Regions from separate parts of the Rattus norvegicus genome. Here region 2 is linked to region 1. The links are chromatin contacts, called in public Hi-C maps. All regions are on one chromosome and are shown on one strand. Each heading gives the region's core, a stretch centred on a gene start, on an enhancer-like site or on the middle of the called end of the contact. The rest is flanking DNA. Distances are from core to core; before and after follow the strand shown. Region 1 has its middle 13 kb from the start of Azgp1. Region 2 holds the start of Zfp113 (zinc finger protein 3).

Region 1 (7,876 bases), core at 3,543-6,042:
TATTTTTGCGTCGATATTCATAAGGGAAATTGGTCTGAAGTTCTCTTTCTTTGTTGTGTCTTTGTGTGGTTTAGGTATAAGAGTAATTGTGGCTTCGTAGAAGGAATTCGGTAGGGCTCCATCTGTTTCAATTTTGTGGAATAGTTTGGATAATATTGGTATGAGGTCTTCTATGAAGGTTTGATAGAATTCTGCACTAAACCCGTCTGGACCTGGGCTCTTTTTGGTTGGGAGACCTTTAATGACTGCTTCTATTTCCTTAGGAGTTATGGGGTTGTTTAACTGGTTTATCTGTTCCTGTTTTAACTTCGATACCTGGTATCTGTCTAGGAAATTGTCCATTTCCTGAAGATTTTCAAATTTTGTTGAATATAGGTTTTTATAGTAAGATCTGATGATTTTTTGAATTTCCTCCGAATCTGTAGTTATGTCTCCCTTTTCATTTCTGATTTTGTTAATTTGGACACACTCTCTGTGTCCTCTCGTTAGTCTGGCTAAGGGTTTATCTATCTTGTTGATTTTCTCAAAGAACCAACTTTTGGTTCTGTTGATTCTTTCTATGGTCCTTTTTGTTTCTACTTGGTTGATTTCAGCTCTGAGTTTGATTATTTCCTGCCTTCTACTCCTCCTGGGTGTATTTGCTTCTTTTTGTTTTAGAGCTTTTAGGTGTGCTGTCAAGCTGCTGACATATGCTCTTTCCTGTTTCTTTCTGCAGGCACTCAGCGCTATGAGTTTTCCTCTTAGCACAGCTTTCATTGTGTCCCATAAGTTTGAGTATGTTGTATCTTCATTTTCATTAAATTCTAAAAAGTTTTTAATTTCTTTCTTTATTTCTTCCTTGACCAGGTTATCATTGAGTAGAGCATTGTTCAATTTCCACGTATATGTGGGCATTCTTCCCTTATTGTTATTGAAGACCAGTTTTAGGCCGTGGTGGTCCGATAGCACGCATGGGATTATTTCTATCTTTCTGTACCTGTTGAGGCCCGTTTTTTGACCAATTATATGGTCAATTTTGGAGAAAGTACCATGAGGAGCTGAGAAGAAGGTATATCCTTTTGCTTTAGGATAGAATGTTCTATAAATATCCGTTAAGTCCATTTGGCTCATGACTTCTCTTAGTCTGTCTACATCACTGTTTAATTTCTGTTTCCATGATCTGTCCATTGATGAGAGTGGGGTGTTGAAATCTCCCACTATTATTGTGTGAGGTGCAATGTGTGTTTTGAGCTTTAGTAAGGTTTCTTTTACATATGTAGGTGCCCTTGTATTTGGGGCATAGATATTTAGGATTGAGAGTTCATCTTGGTTGATTTTTCCTTTGATGAATATGAAGTGTCCTTCCTTATCTTTTTTGATGACTTTTAGTTGGAAATTGATTTTATTTGATATTAGAATGGCTACTCCAGCTTGCTTCTTCTGACCATTTGCTTGGAAAGTTGTTTTCCAGCCTTTCACTCTGAGGTAGTGTCTGTCTTTGTCTCTGAGGTGTGTTTCCTGTAGGCAGCAGAATGCAGGGTCCTCGTTGCTTATCCAGTTTGTTAATCTATGTCTTTTTATTGGGGAGTTGAGGCCATTGATATTGAGAGATATTAAGGAATAGTGATTATTGCTTCCCGTTATATTCATATTTGATGTGAGGTTATGTTTGTGTGCTTTCATTCTCTTTGTTTTGTTGCCAAGACGATTAGTTTCTTGCTTCTTCGAGGGTATAGCTTGCCTCCTTGTGTTGGGCTTTACCATTTATTATCCTTTGTAGTGCTGGATTTGTAGAAAGATATTGTGTAAATTTGGTTTTGTCATGGAATATCTTGGTTTCTCCATCAATGTTAATTGAGAGTTTTGCTGGATACAGTAATCTGGGCTGGCATTTGTGTTCTCTTAGGGTCTGTATAACATCAGTCCAGGATCTTCTGGCCTTCATAGTTTCTGGCGAGAAGTCTGGTGTGATTCTGATAGGTCTCCCTTTATATGTTACTTGACCTTTTTCCCTTACTGCTTTTAATATTCTTTCTTTATTTTGTGCGTTTGGTGTTTTGACAATTATGTGACGGGAGGTGTTTCTTTTCTGGTCCAATCTATTTGGAGTTCTGTAGGCTTCCTGTATGTCTATGGGTATCTCTTTTTTTAGGTTAGGGAAGTTTTCTTCTATGATTTTGTTGAAGATATTTACTGGTCCTTTGAGCTGGGAGTCTTCACTCTCTTCTATACCTATTATCCTTAGGTTTGATCTTCTCATTGAGTCCTGGATTTCCTGTATGTTTTGGACCAGTAGCTTTTTCCGCTTTACATTATCTTTGACAGTTGAGTCAATGATTTCTATGGAATCTTCTGCTCCTGAGATTCTCTCTTCCATCTCTTGTATTCTGTTGGTGAAGCTTGTATCTACAGCTCCTTGTCTCTTCTTTTGGTTTTCTATATCCAGGGTTGTTTCCATGTGTTCTTTCTTGATTGCTTCTATTTCCATTTTTAATTCCTTCAACTGTTTGATTGTGTTTTCCTGGAATTCTTTCAGGGATTTTTGCGATTCCTCTCTGTAGGCTTTTACTTGTTTATTAATGTTTTCCTGTGCTTCCCTAAGTGTGTTCAGGTCTTTCCTGAAGTCCTCCAGCATCATGATCAAATATGATTTTGAAACTAGATCTTGCTTTTCTGGTGTGTTTGGATATTCCATGTTTGTTTTGGTGGGAGAATTGGGCTCCGATGATGGCATGTAGTCTTGGTTTCTGTTGCTTGGGTTCCTGCGCTTGCCTCTCGCCATCAGATTATCTCTAGTGTTACTTTGTTCTGCTATTTCTGACAGTGGCTAGACTGTCCTATAAGCCTGTGTGTCAGGAGTGCTGTATACCTGTTTTCCTCTCTTTCAGTCAGTTATGGGGACAGAGTGTTCTGCTTTCGGGCGTGTAGTTTTTCCTCTCTACAGGTCTTCAGCTGTTCCTGTGGGCCTGTGTCTTGAGTTCACCAGGCAGCTTTCTTGCAGCAGAAAATTTGGTCTTACCTGTGGTCCCGAGGCTCAGGTTTGCTCGTGGGGTGCTGTTCAGGGGCTCTCTGCAGTGGCAGCAACCAGGAAGACCTGTGCCGCCCCTTCCGGGAGCTTCAGTGCACCAGGGTTCCAGATGGTCTTTGGCTTTTTCCTCTGGCGTCCGAGATGTGTGTGCAGGGAGCAGTCTCTTCTGGTTTCCCAGGCCTGTCTGCCTCTCTGAAGGTTTAGCTCTCCCTCCCACGGGATTTGGGTGCAGAGAACTGTTTATCCGGTCTGTTTCCTTCAGGGTCCGGCAGTGTCTGTGGCAGGGGTCCTGCCGCTCCTGGGCCCTCCCCCACGGGAGCCCAGAGGCCTTATACAGTTTCCTCTTGGGCTAGGGATGTGGGCAGGGGTGAGCAGTGTTGGTGGTCTCTTCCGCTCTGCAGCCTCAGGAGTGCCCACCTGACCAGGCGGTTGGGTCTCTCTCTCACCGGGTCTGGGAGCAGAGAGCTGCTGCGGGCCGGGATCCGCGGGTGTGGGACTTCCGGTAAACACAGAACGTGCCCGGTTCTAGAGAAATTCTGCTTCCGTGTGTCCCAAGCTCACCAGGCAGCTTTCTTGCAGCAGAAAATTTGGTCTTACCTGTGGTCCCGAGGCTCAGGTTTGCTCGTGGGGTGCTGTTCAGGGGCTCTCTGCAGTGGCAGCAACCAGGAAGACCTGTGCCGCCCCTTCCGGGAGCTTCAGTGCACCAGGGTTCCAGATGGTCTTTGGCTTTTTCCTCTGGCGTCCGAGATGTGTGTGCAGGGAGCAGTCTCTTCTGGTTTCCCAGGCCTGTCTGCCTCTCTGAAGGTTTAGCTCTCCCTCCCACGGGATTTGGGTGCAGAGAACTGTTTATCCGGTCTGTTTCCTTCAGGGTCCGGCAGTGTCTGTGGCAGGGGTCCTGCCGCTCCTGGGCCCTCCCCCACGGGAGCCCAGAGGCCTTATACAGTTTCCTCTTGGGCTAGGGATGTGGGCAGGGGTGAGCAGTGTTGGTGGTCTCTTCCGCTCTGCAGCCTCAGGAGTGCCCACCTGACCAGGCGGTTGGGTCTCTCTCTCACCGGGTCTGGGAGCAGAGAGCTGCTGCGGGCCGGGATCCGCGGGTGTGGGACTTCCGGTAAACACAGAACGTGCCCGGTTCTAGAGAAATTCTGCTTCCGTGTGTCCCAAGCTCACCAGGCAGCTTTCTTGCAGCAGAAAATTTGGTCTTACCTGTGGTCCCGAGGCTCAGGTTTGCTCGTGGGGTGCTGTCCAGGGGCTCTCTGCAGCGGCAGCAACCAGGAAGACCTGTGCCGCCCCTTCCGGGAGCTTCAGTGCACCAGGGTTCCAGATGGTCTTTGGCTTTTTCCTCTGGCGTCCGAGATGTGTGTGCAGGGAGCAGTCTCTTCTGGTTTCCCAGGCCTGTCTGCCTCTCTGAAGGTTTAGCTCTCCCTCCCACGGGATTTGGGTGCAGAGAACTGTTTATCCGGTCTGTTTCCTTCAGGGTCCGGCGGTGTCTGTGGCAGGGGTCCTGCCGCTCCTGGGCCCTCCCCCACGGGAGCCCAGAGGCCTTATACAGTTTCCTCTTGGGCCAGGGATGTGGGCAGGGGTGAGCAGTGTTGGTGGTCTCTTCCGCTCTGCAGCCTCAGGAGTGCCCACCTGACCAGGCGGTTGGGTCTCTCTCTCACCGGGTCTGGGAGCAGAGAGCTGCTGCGGGCCGGGATCGCAATTGAGCTTCTAAATCGAAGCTAAGTCTCTCCTGAACCGTGCTTGGGCTTGAAGAGGTGTCTGATGAGACTGCCCGAGGTATCCATTGTTTGCATTTGGGAACATCCTGGGGTACAAGGACTTGTCAGCCAACGGGGATGTGTCAGTTACTTTTCTTCTTCTTGTTGTTGTGAAAAACTCCCGGCAAAAAGCAACTGAAGTAAAGAAGGGTTTATTTGGGTTCAGTTGCCGCTGGTCTTCTTGCATCAGCGATCAAGAAGCAGTTGGTGGAGGGGGTGGGCAGGAGGGAAGGAGAAGGTAGGTTGGGGAAGGGGAAGGGGAGGGAGGAATGCTAGTGCTCTGCTTGCTTTGTCTTTTGGTTCGTTCTGGGACCCTAGTCCAAAAAGTAGTGTCGCCCACATTTAGGGTGGGTCTTTCCAACGCAATTTACATACTCTGGGTAATCTTTCACAGACAAGTTCAGTGTCTCTTAAATGATTTTTAGTTCCTGCCAGTCAAATCGACAATCAATTTTAGCCATCACAGGAAATATGGGAGAAAGAACAGTTACTGCTCTTTAGTTAGGACCACTGGATCCGTTTCTTTTTCTGCCAGCTCTTTTTAAAAAATGAAAATAGATTCTTCTCTCGTACACTACATCCTGACCACTGTTCTAGACTCTAGAGAGAGAGAGAGAGAGAGAAAGAGAGAGAGAGAGAGAGAGAGAGAGAGAGAGAGAGAGAGAGAGAGAGTGTCAAGGCCATACTGAGGGTATTCAGGACTACTGAAGGGGGAGTCCCATGGTGGTGGCACTCACTTTTTTTTTTTTTAAAGATTTTTTTCCTTTATTTTAAAGATTTACTTAATTTCATGTGAGCACATTATTGCTCTCTTAGATACACTAGAGGAGGGCACCGGATCCTATTTCAGATGGTTGTGAGCCACCATGTGGTTGCTGGGAATTGAACTCAGGTTCTCTGGAAGAGCAGTTAGCTCTCTTAACCGCTGAGCCATCTCTCTAGCCCCGGCACTCACTTTTAATCCCAGCACTCTGGAGGCAGAGGCAGGGGGATCTCTGTGAGTTCGAGGCCAGCATGGTTTACAGAGAGTTCTAGGACAGCCAGGGCTACACAGAGAAACCCTGTCTCAAAAAACAAACAAACAAACAAACAAACAAACAAACAAACAAACTTATTGAAGGGGGATAGGGACCGGTGGTTCTCAACTTTCCTAATGTGCTTTGACCCTCATGTTCTGGTGACCCCCCAACCATAGAATTATTCTGTTGCTACTTAATAACTGTAATTTTGCTACTGTTATAAAGCATAATGTAAACATTTATATGCAGGATATCTGATATATAACCCTTCTGAAAGGGCCATTGAACCCCAAAGGGATGTGACCCACAGGTTGAGAACCACTAGGCTGGAGTGATGGCTCAGCCACTGAGAGCATGGTTTCTCTTTCAGGAGACCCAGGTTCGAATACTAGCACCTACATGGCAGCTAAGAACCATCTGCAACTCTAGTTTCAGGGAATCTTTGCCCTGCATGTATGCGACATGCAAGCAACATACACATGCGTGCGCGCGCGTGAACACACACACACACACACACACACACGAATCACTGAAGGAGGCCCTCCCAAGCTGGGGCAGTCTCCAGTTGCACTTGAAGTTGGCTTTGTCCAGAGAGGGATTTGTGGGTGTTACTTTTTCCGTTGGCTGCCCTTAAACCCTTCAGTCTTTTTGCCTCCGTTCCCCAAGTCTTGGGACTACAGTTTTGCACCATCAGGCTTGTCTTGCTCATGGTACTTAGAAGAGTAGTGCAGGTGATATATTTGGTTCTTGGGACACTTTTGTCTCCCAAGTGTTCTCAATCTGTGCCTACCGCCCCCCCCCCCCCGCCCCACCTGGCATCATATCCCTTGCCAGACTTGTGAGACTGTCCCCTCTCAACTATCCTGTCCCCAGCTAGTTAGAAACAACGTTTTGACTCTTAAGCTGCATTAATACTTCATACCTCCTGTGAAACCTAACACCTCCAGGACGTTTGATCTGGGCTTCTGAGTGGCTGTCTGTCTCGCTCTTCCTCTAAGATATTTGTCAAGAACATAATCTCCTAAGGTCCTGCTCCTGCCCACTCACGCCTCACATCTGACCTGTTTCCTCAGTTCCAGCTTGCTTATGCTGACTCTCTCTGTTTCTGTCTCGGTCCTTCACCTGACTCTAATGTCTCGTGTAGCCCATGTGGTTCTCAAAGCTTGATATGTAACCAAGGATGCCCTTGAAACTTTTGAAACTTCCGCTTATTATTATAAGAGTACACTAGCATCCCCAGTTTTATGTGGTGCTGGGATGAAACCCAAGGCTTTGTGCATATGAGACAACTACTCTAGCAACCCAGGTTCTTAAGCTTCTTTTCTTTCTTTCTTTTTGGTTTTTCAGGACAGGGCTTCTCTGTGTAGCTCTGGCTGTCCTGAAACTCACTCTGTAGACCAGGCTGGCCTTGAACTCAGAGATCCGCCTGCCTCTGCCTCCTGAGTGCTAAAGGTGTGTGCCACTACCACTTGACTTTTTTTCTTTTTGACACAAGGCCTTGCTGCCCATAGTTCAGTCTGACCTCAAACTTGCGTCAATCCTCCTACAACAACCTCCCGTGTGCTGAGAGTATAGGTGAGCCCTACAATGTCTGATTAGGAAGGAAACCCTTGCTGCACAGGGAAAGTACAGGCACAGGCAGATTAGATTTAATTAAGACAACTGTGGAGGTTCAGCTCTGCCTTCGAGCTTTGTTTATGCAAGGATGACAGTTGGTGACTCAGTTGAGAAAACAGGTTTAAATGAACTTGGGAAGGAGTCCAGGAAAATCAAAGCCCATTTCCTGATTCTTCTGGGTATGCCCTTGAGAGAACTGAGGCCTCCTAAGTATACGTTAGGCTATAATGGTGTGTGGAAGACTGAAAGTGGAGTTTAATGTCTCACAGGGGTGAAAGATTGCTAAGGAAACTGAAGTACAAATGTTTGTTCATGGGGTTGGGGATTTAGCTCAGTGGTAGAGTGCTTGCCTAGCAAGCGCAAGGCCCTGGGTTCGGTCCTCAGCTCTGGAAAAAAAGAAAAAAAAAGTTTGTCCATGCAAATCTCTTTTCTTTTCTTTTTTCTCTTTCTTTCTCTCTCTTTTTCTTTCTTTCTAT
Region 2 (7,876 bases), core at 1,811-4,310, 91 kb before region 1:
ACACAGAGAAATCGTCTTGAAAAACAAAACAATAATAATATACAGGAGAACATTTCTGTTTTTTATTTGTGTGTGTGTGTGTGTGTGTGTGTGTGTGTGTAATGTGTACTCCACAACATAGGTCAGAGGACAGCTTGCAGAAGTTGGTCACAATGAAAGCTGCCTGCTGTTTATGGGCTGCCGGGCTTTGGAAGATGTGTCTGCAGAGTTTGACTGACTGATTAGAGCCCCAGTAATGTGGACAGTTTGGAATGTTGCTGGTCCAGAGTCTGATTTACCCAAACAGCCCCCTAAACAGCCATTCCTTGCCCTCATCTGTGTCAAAACACTCTATGACGTTAAAATCTATTTAAAATCTAAACCTGTAGATTTAGTATCTATTAACTAACAGACTTCTAGCTTCCACCAACCCCAAAGCTAAGAACGTCATCAGATAGCATCCGAGAGCCTGTAGTAAAGCTTGTTCCAGCTTAGCCCTCTCTCCTTGATGTACCACCAATGTATTTTTAGCTTGCCATAATGTGGGGCTTTCATTGTTCTGTAAAACTATAACATTACATGAAACTGCTTCCGTGTGAGAACATGAAATTTGGGGAAACCTTAATCTGCATTCCTAGACCATGATCACTCAAACAGTACTAAGAATAAACTAGCTCTTTTTCCCATTAAGTCAGAGATATGGTTGAGCATACTCAGGACCAAAGACTTCCCTGAGCCGTTTCTCCAGCCCCACGAGGACAGCATTTTATGTCAAACAAAATGCTTGCTTGAGAACCAGGCATGGTAGGACACACCTGTAATTCCAGCACGGGGGGAGGCAGAAGCAGAGGGATCTTTATGAGTTCCAGGCCAGTCTGGTCACCATAGCAAGTTCCAGGCCAGCCAGAGTTTCAGAGTGATACCTTGTTCAATGAATCAGTTGACTAATTAAAAGATTCTATTTGAAAATGTTGGGTTGGAGAGATGGCTCAGTGGTTAAGAGCATTGACTGCTCTTCCAGAGGTCCTGAGTTCAATTCCCAGCAACCACATGGTGGCTCACAACCATCTGTAATGGGATCGGGTGTCCTCTTCTGGTGTGTGTCTGAGGACAGATATGGTATACTCATATATAAAATAAATAAATCTTTAGAAAAAGAAAATGTTAGGCTTGGACTCAGGACTAGTCGGGCCATGCTGATTTGCAGAACTCCCTTCTCCATCCTCACAGCTGCTGTAAAAAAAAAAAAAAAAACAAAAACAAAAAACAAACAAAATATTTGCTTGAGACAAATCACATGCATTATCCTGTGATTCTGCAATCCTCGCTTCCCCTAAGGCAGTATACCAAAACCCAGCAACCAGCACATCCAGGTAGCACCGGCAAACAGGTAGCACGTCTCATATGATAGACACACATTAGCTAAAGAGCCAAACTTTTCTTCCTTCCGTTGGAGCCAGAGTCGTAGGTGGTTGTGAACCTACAGACTTGGGTACTGGGAAATGAACTCCAGTTCTGGAATAAGAGTACGTGCTGTTTACCACCAAGCCATCCCTCTAGCGTGTACTAGTGATTCTTCATTAATGACATGGAATGGGGTTACCTACCTCTCTAAAACCTGTAAGATGCGATATCACCCCTCACTCCTGTTAGTCTCCCCAGCCTATAATCTCTTCGCAACTTCCAGCACAATCTCTCCAGCATTAATAATGCTTAGAATAAATTGTTTACCCCCAAACCACAATCTGCCTCAGGGTACCTCTTGAACCCCAAATGTGAGGCTCATTTATATTATATATATATATATATATATATATATATTTTTTTTTTTTTTTTCCGGAGCTGGGGACCGAACCCAGGGCCTTGCGCTTCCTAGGCAAGCGCTCTACCACTGAGCTAAATCCCCAACCCCCATTTATATTATATTTTAATGTTGATATTTATATGTATTAATTATATTACATTATAGGAAGCTCATTTTAAATATGTTTGTTAATAAGGTAGTTAATTATTATCACTTGTTTTGAGACCAAGTTTTAGTCTGCAATCGAGGCTGACCTTAAACTTCTGTTTCAGGTTCCAAAGCATTGGAATTATAGTTGCGTACCTCCATGCCAAGCTTATGAGTGCAGAATCATTTATGTGAGACGTCCCAGTCTGGCTTTGAACTCAGTATGTACTAAAAAAAATGAACTTGAATTCCTGATCTTCCTGCCACCACCTCCCAAATGCTGGGAATAAAGTACTGTATCACATTGTCTGGTTTGTACACTGCTGGGGATGGGGACTCAGGGGTCCAGCCCGGCTAGTCAAGCAATCTAAAAGCAAAGCCGAGGGTTGGAGAGATGGCTCAGCAGTTAAGAGTACTGGCTGCTCTTCCAGAAGACCTAGGTTCAATTCCTAGCACTCATTACCATAGCTCCAGTTCCAGAAGAGGTGATGGCTTCATTTGACCTACATCTTAATCAGGTGTGCATATATATGAGCAGGAAAAACAGATAAAAATAAGAAATTAAATATTTCAATAAATATTAAATGTATTGAAATAAATCTTTTTAAAACTGACTGCCCATGGTGCATTTTTGTTGTTGTTGTTGTTGTTGTTGTTTGTTTTTGTTTTTTGGGTTTTTTTTTTTTTTTTTTTTTATTATAGACCATTCTGGCCACTTGAACTCATGAGATCCGCCTGACTCTGCTTCCCCAGTGCTGGGATTAAAGGCGTGCACACCACACCCGCCCTATGATGTACATTTATATTAACGGATTCTTCGAGTTTCTTATGTTTGCTATGGAGGTTTGGGTGATGGTGTACTCTCAGAACTACTAGAACTTGTACCCTGAATTTCCTGGACCTCCTGCTTCTTCAACCTAAGCATCCTCTCTTCCCAACCTGGCCAGCAGGTGGCGTAGTCTGGTGCGCTTGTTTCCCCAACACAGCAATAGTCTTTGAGTCAGCGAACCATCGAGAGATGAAGACCTCCCATTTTCCTAGAGAGAGCAAGTGGACATTTGCCTTTCGGGTGTTGTATTGGGTGGTGAGAAAGGACGACCCGGAAACGATATAGGGAGGGGCAATTTCCGTTCTTTGTTCTGTTCTCGGTTGTGTGGGACTGTGACAGGGTCCAAGTGGACCTGTTTCGTGTCCGGCCCCCTAAGTCTTACGTCCCTGTCCCCAGGGTGAGTGGGGCCACATCCTGGACTCGCGGTGAGGTGGAAGTTGTGGTCGCCGGGGAAGGGGGTTGGTGTTCACACGTCCGCGGCCCGCGGGGGTTCTGGGTCCACCTTCCTCCTGCAGTCGCTGTCCAGCTCGGCCACCCCAGCTGCACGCCCGCGTGATCCCTCGTGTCGCGTTTATTGGGACTCCGGGCTTGCTTTTGTGTCTCCCACCGTCCCCAGCCCCAGTGTTTAAAGTCGCCAGCGTCGCTCTCCTTAAAGCAGCTGATGACAGACTGCCACCCTAACTTGGTACTCTCAGTACACCGATTTCTGTGCTGGGGTAGGAGAAGGAAGTTTTTCATTAGTTGGATCAGAGAACCAGAGAGTGACAGCAGTTCTGGGTCTCAGTGAGAACTAGGGCTTGGGAGGAGGTGCGAACTCTGGTTCTCGGGGACCTCACCAAGATCTCATGTCCTATAGATACGGATAGATTGTCCCGTTTACTGCCTGATACCCTTTCATGGACAAGCCGGAGCAGGCTGCCTGAAGAAGTGGCTGAATATGTCTAGTGCATTAGCTCGCTAAGACACTGAGAACCTAGATGGACACAGACGCTTCAGTCCACCTCAGCTCTCTAGGGTGTAGTGAAAAGACAGTGATGGTAGTTTCCCTTCCATACCGCTTAAGTATCTATATTAGAAATAAACTAAACCTGATTTTTCCATCTTGACCCCTTTAATCATACATCACCAGCAGCACCTAAAGCAATGGTTCTCAATCTTCCTCATGCCGTGACCCTTAAATGCAGTTTCTCATGTGGTGACCTCCAAGCATAAAATTGTTTTTGTCACTACTTCATAACTGTATTTTTTGCTACTGATATGAACCGTAATGTAAATATCTGTGTTTTCTAATGGTCTTAGGTAACCCCTGTGAAAGGGTTGTTCAACTTCCAAAGGGGTCATGAGAAACACTGACCTAATGTGAATTTCCAGGAATTAGCCAAATATGCTGGCTCACATCTATAATCCCAGGACAGAGGCAAATGAAGCAGGGGTATGAATGAGGCCAACCTGTACTATACAGTGAATTCCAGGCTAGTCTGGGCTAGACCCTAATTCCTACCCAAGAAAGAAAGAAAGACCAAAACAAATAAACAAAAACCTTAGAAGTGAACAAAAGGTGCTAAGTTTCCAGTCATGGCTACTTTAATCTTATAGGGATTTACTCCAAGAAAGAGGAAAGGATCTGGAAGGCAAGGCCCCTCTTGGCCTGTGCTCACAGTGAGGTGGTCTTTCTTGGTCCCCAGGAACAGCACGAGAGAGTAGGGTTAGTAACAGGGCAAGGGAAAGGCCCTGCCCACGCCTGGATGGCAGGCCCACAGTTTTACTCTGTTGTTTGTTGTTCTTTTTTTTGACGAATCTCACTACATAAATAACCCTGGCTGTCCTTGAACTCTAGGCTGTCTTTGAACTCTCAGAAAGGTCTGCCTACCTCTCTGCCTTCTAAGTGCAGGGATCAAAGGCCTGCATCACCATGCCCAGCTTTTAGGTTGTGCACATGTGTGTGTTTCTTTGAGATAGAGACCAGGTTGGCAACTCACAGTGCTGCTGTCTCACCCTCTCAGGTGATAGAATCTTAGGCCTGTGCCATCTACGCCAAGTGGCTGGATCCCCTTTTTGTTGTTGTGCAAGACAGTTTTTCTTGGTAGCCCTGGCTGTCCTGGAACTACCTCTGTAGACCAGGCTAGCCTCTAACTCACTGCCAGCCTGTCTCCCAAGTCCATCACCCAGCAAAACATTTCAACGGTATAATTTTTTTTTAATTTTTATTTTTTGTCTTAAACCTATAAGTGAATTGCCTCCATGTCTGTCTGTCTTCCACCTGCATGCTGTGCCTAGTGCCTGACGCCAGAAGAGGGTACCATGTGGTTGCTGGGAATTGAACTTTGTTCCTCTGGAAGTACAGCCAGTACTCTAAACTCCTGAGCCACGTCTCCAGCCCTTTGATTAACCTTTTATTGTTGTAGTTTTTGATGTTTGTTTTTGGGTTTTTTTGTTTTGTTTTTTTGTTTTTGTTTTTCTGAGACAAGAGTCTCAACAGCCTGACTGGTTGATCTTTAGAAGAAGGTGATTTTGTTGGTTTTGTCCTTTTTGAGATGAGGTCTCATACCCATCTCAGACTGTCCTATTTTTATTTTTATTCCCTGTGAATGGGTGTTTTGCCTGTGTATATCTCTGTGTACCATGTGCATCCAAGTGTCCCCACAGGGCACATAAGGGCATCAGATCCCCTGGGACTGGAGTTGCAGAAAGTTGTGAGCTGCCCTGACGAGAGCAGACCTGTGTGTGGAAAGGCAGTCAGTGCTCTGAACCGCTGAGCGTCACTCTAGCCCCTTGTGTGATTTGCGAGGCAAGATCTCAAGTAGAACTAGAGGAAGCAACACTGGGGTTAGTTTTTTTTTTGTTTGTTTGTTTTAATTGTTTTTTGAGATAAGGTTTCCTTTTGGAATTTATTTTTATTTCGTGTGTGTGTGTGTGTGTGTGTGTGTGAGAGAGAGAGAGAGAGAGAGAGAGAGAGAGAGAGAGAGAGAGAGGGAGATACCGAGACCTGTGGAGGCCAGAAGAGGGCACTAGACCCCCAGGAACTGAAGTTCCAGATGTTGTAAGTTGCAATATAGGTGCTAGGTCTTCAGGAACCTGGGTCTTCAGGAAGGCTCTTAACCACGGAGCCATCCCTCTAGTCCCAAGGTAAGGTTTCTTATAGCACAGGTTGGCCTTGAACTCCTGATCCCCCTACCCCTTCCTCCCTAGTGCTGGGATTACGGGTGTGAGACACCATACCGGACTCGGGGTCAGTCATTTCATTCTGTGGAGTGATAGCCACCTCACTGTTAACACTTTTCACTCAAAACGTTGGGTGGGTGGAGCAAACTGTGGAAATCTGGATTTCTTGTGTGTGTGGTCTCATTACAGGGAGGCTCTGAAAGAGCAATCCCATGTGTCTCTTCTCACTGTTCCTGGGTACTGAAGTGCAGTTCCCTCTTTCTGAAATCAGGAGGCATTTTTTAAAAATCAGTTTTGATCTTTTGTTTCTGCAGTCCTTCAAAACCTGCCTCCTGCAGAATCTACAGCTAGCAGACCAGCGACCAGAGCGTTTCCCCTGCCCATGGAAACCCAGGCAGACCATGCATCTCAGGAACCCCGGCCCCTGTTAGAGAGCAGTAAGGCATGGGGTGGGGGTGGGGGGCATTCTCATCTCTTTCCGTTGTTTACTTGTGTTTTGTTTTGTTTTGTTTTGGAGACCGACCGGGTCTCACTTTGTTGCCGTGGCTGGCCACAGACTCAGTGTGTACACTAGGACGATCTGAATGTCAGAGATCTGCCTGCCTGTGTATCCTGACTGCTAGGATTAAAGGTGTGGACAGCACACTGGGCTTGCTTGTTTGATTTTGAGACAGAGTCTCACTATGTAGCCCAGGTGGCCTTGAATTTTCCATGTTCTTGTGTCTGGAGTGTTGGCCTTAAACATGTCTATTACCACGCTCTGCTCATTCTCCCACCTCCCCACCTCCCTCCCTCCCTCCCTCCCTCCCTCCCTCCCTCCCTCCCTCCCTCCCTCTCTTCTTTTTGAGGCGGGGTTTTGCTGTGTAGCCCTGGCTACCCTATGCTGTAGGGCTTCTATAGCTGTAGACCAGGCTCTTCTGTAACTCCCAGAAATCCACTACCTCTGTCCCCAGGGTGTTGGGATTAAAGGCATGTGGCATCACACCCAAACTAAAATAACGTTTTTGTTTTTCTTTTTTAAAGATTTATTTATTTATATGAGTACACTGAAACTGTTTTCAGACACACCAGAAGGGGACATCGGATCCCATTACAGATGGTTGTGAGCCACCATGTGGTTGCTGGGAATTGAACTCAGGCCCTCTGGAGGAGCAGTCAGTGCTCTTAACCGCTGAGCCATGTCTCCAGCCCCTAAAATAAGTTTTTATTGAGTTTGTTGTTTTTTGTTTTTTTTTTAATCCGAGTTATGTATTTGTGTGCTGTATATACAGACCTGCGCCACACTGCACCACGGTTCATATGTAGAGGTCAGAGGGAGTTGCTTCTCTCTTTCCATCACGTGGATTTGGGGTTGGTCATCAGGTTTGGTGGCCTCATGCACCTTTATTCACTGACTCATCTGACCTGCTCTGAACTCTCCTTTTGAAATGTTTTATATTATCACATAGTAAATATAAATAATAGTGTGTTTTATTACATTTTCATACTTTTTTTTAAACATTAAAGCATTGTGGGGTTGGAGAGATGGCTCACTGGGTAAAAGCTCTTGCCACAGAGGCTTGAGGACATGAGCTCGAATCCCCAGAACCTACATTAGAGTCAGACATGTGGTAAGAATGCAGTCCCAGCACTCCTATCGGGAGATGGGAGCTACCGGTAGGAAGATTCTCACAAGTTCATAGGCCAGCCAGCATGACACACATAGCAGAAAACAACAACGATACCCTGCCTCAAACATGGCAAAAGGCAGGGACTGATACCCAAGGTTGTCCTCTGACCTCCACAGGGCATGCATGCATCCACTACTCACACAGACAGTGCTACCTACACCCACACAGAAGAAAAAGTCCCCCAAACATTAGAGAGTTTTGTGGGAGATGACTTACTATGTATAGAGCCCAGGGCCACACATATACTAGGTAAGCACTGAGCACTGAGCCTCAGCCTCAGGTTTC

What was found. Hi-C and Micro-C count contacts between places; a contact is called where the count stands out from the background.
Region 2: a contact with region 1 is called in a Hi-C map of liver, with 12 times the contacts expected there. The contact joins the promoter of Zfp113 here to the enhancer-like site in region 1. A contact is called at or near these places in 4 of 12 Hi-C or Micro-C datasets (the Rat2 cell line, hepatocytes, liver and 1 more).

Annotation. Positions count from the first base shown.
Region 1 is chr12:22,053,612-22,061,487 of GRCr8, reverse strand. No RefSeq gene overlaps it. Among named protein-coding and RNA genes, the nearest start is that of Azgp1, 13 kb to the right of the region's middle. Within about 2 kb of position 4,792, at least 27 of the 93 cell types and tissues checked have an H3K27ac peak or open chromatin away from gene starts, as enhancers often do. A contact at or near this core is called in liver, where this site is marked.
Region 2 is chr12:22,142,611-22,150,486 of GRCr8, reverse strand. It overlaps Zfp113 (zinc finger protein 3), which reads left to right and starts at 3,060. Exons shown (of 5, transcript NM_001427518.1): 1 at 3,060-3,156; 2 at 6,236-6,358. The coding sequence starts at 6,304.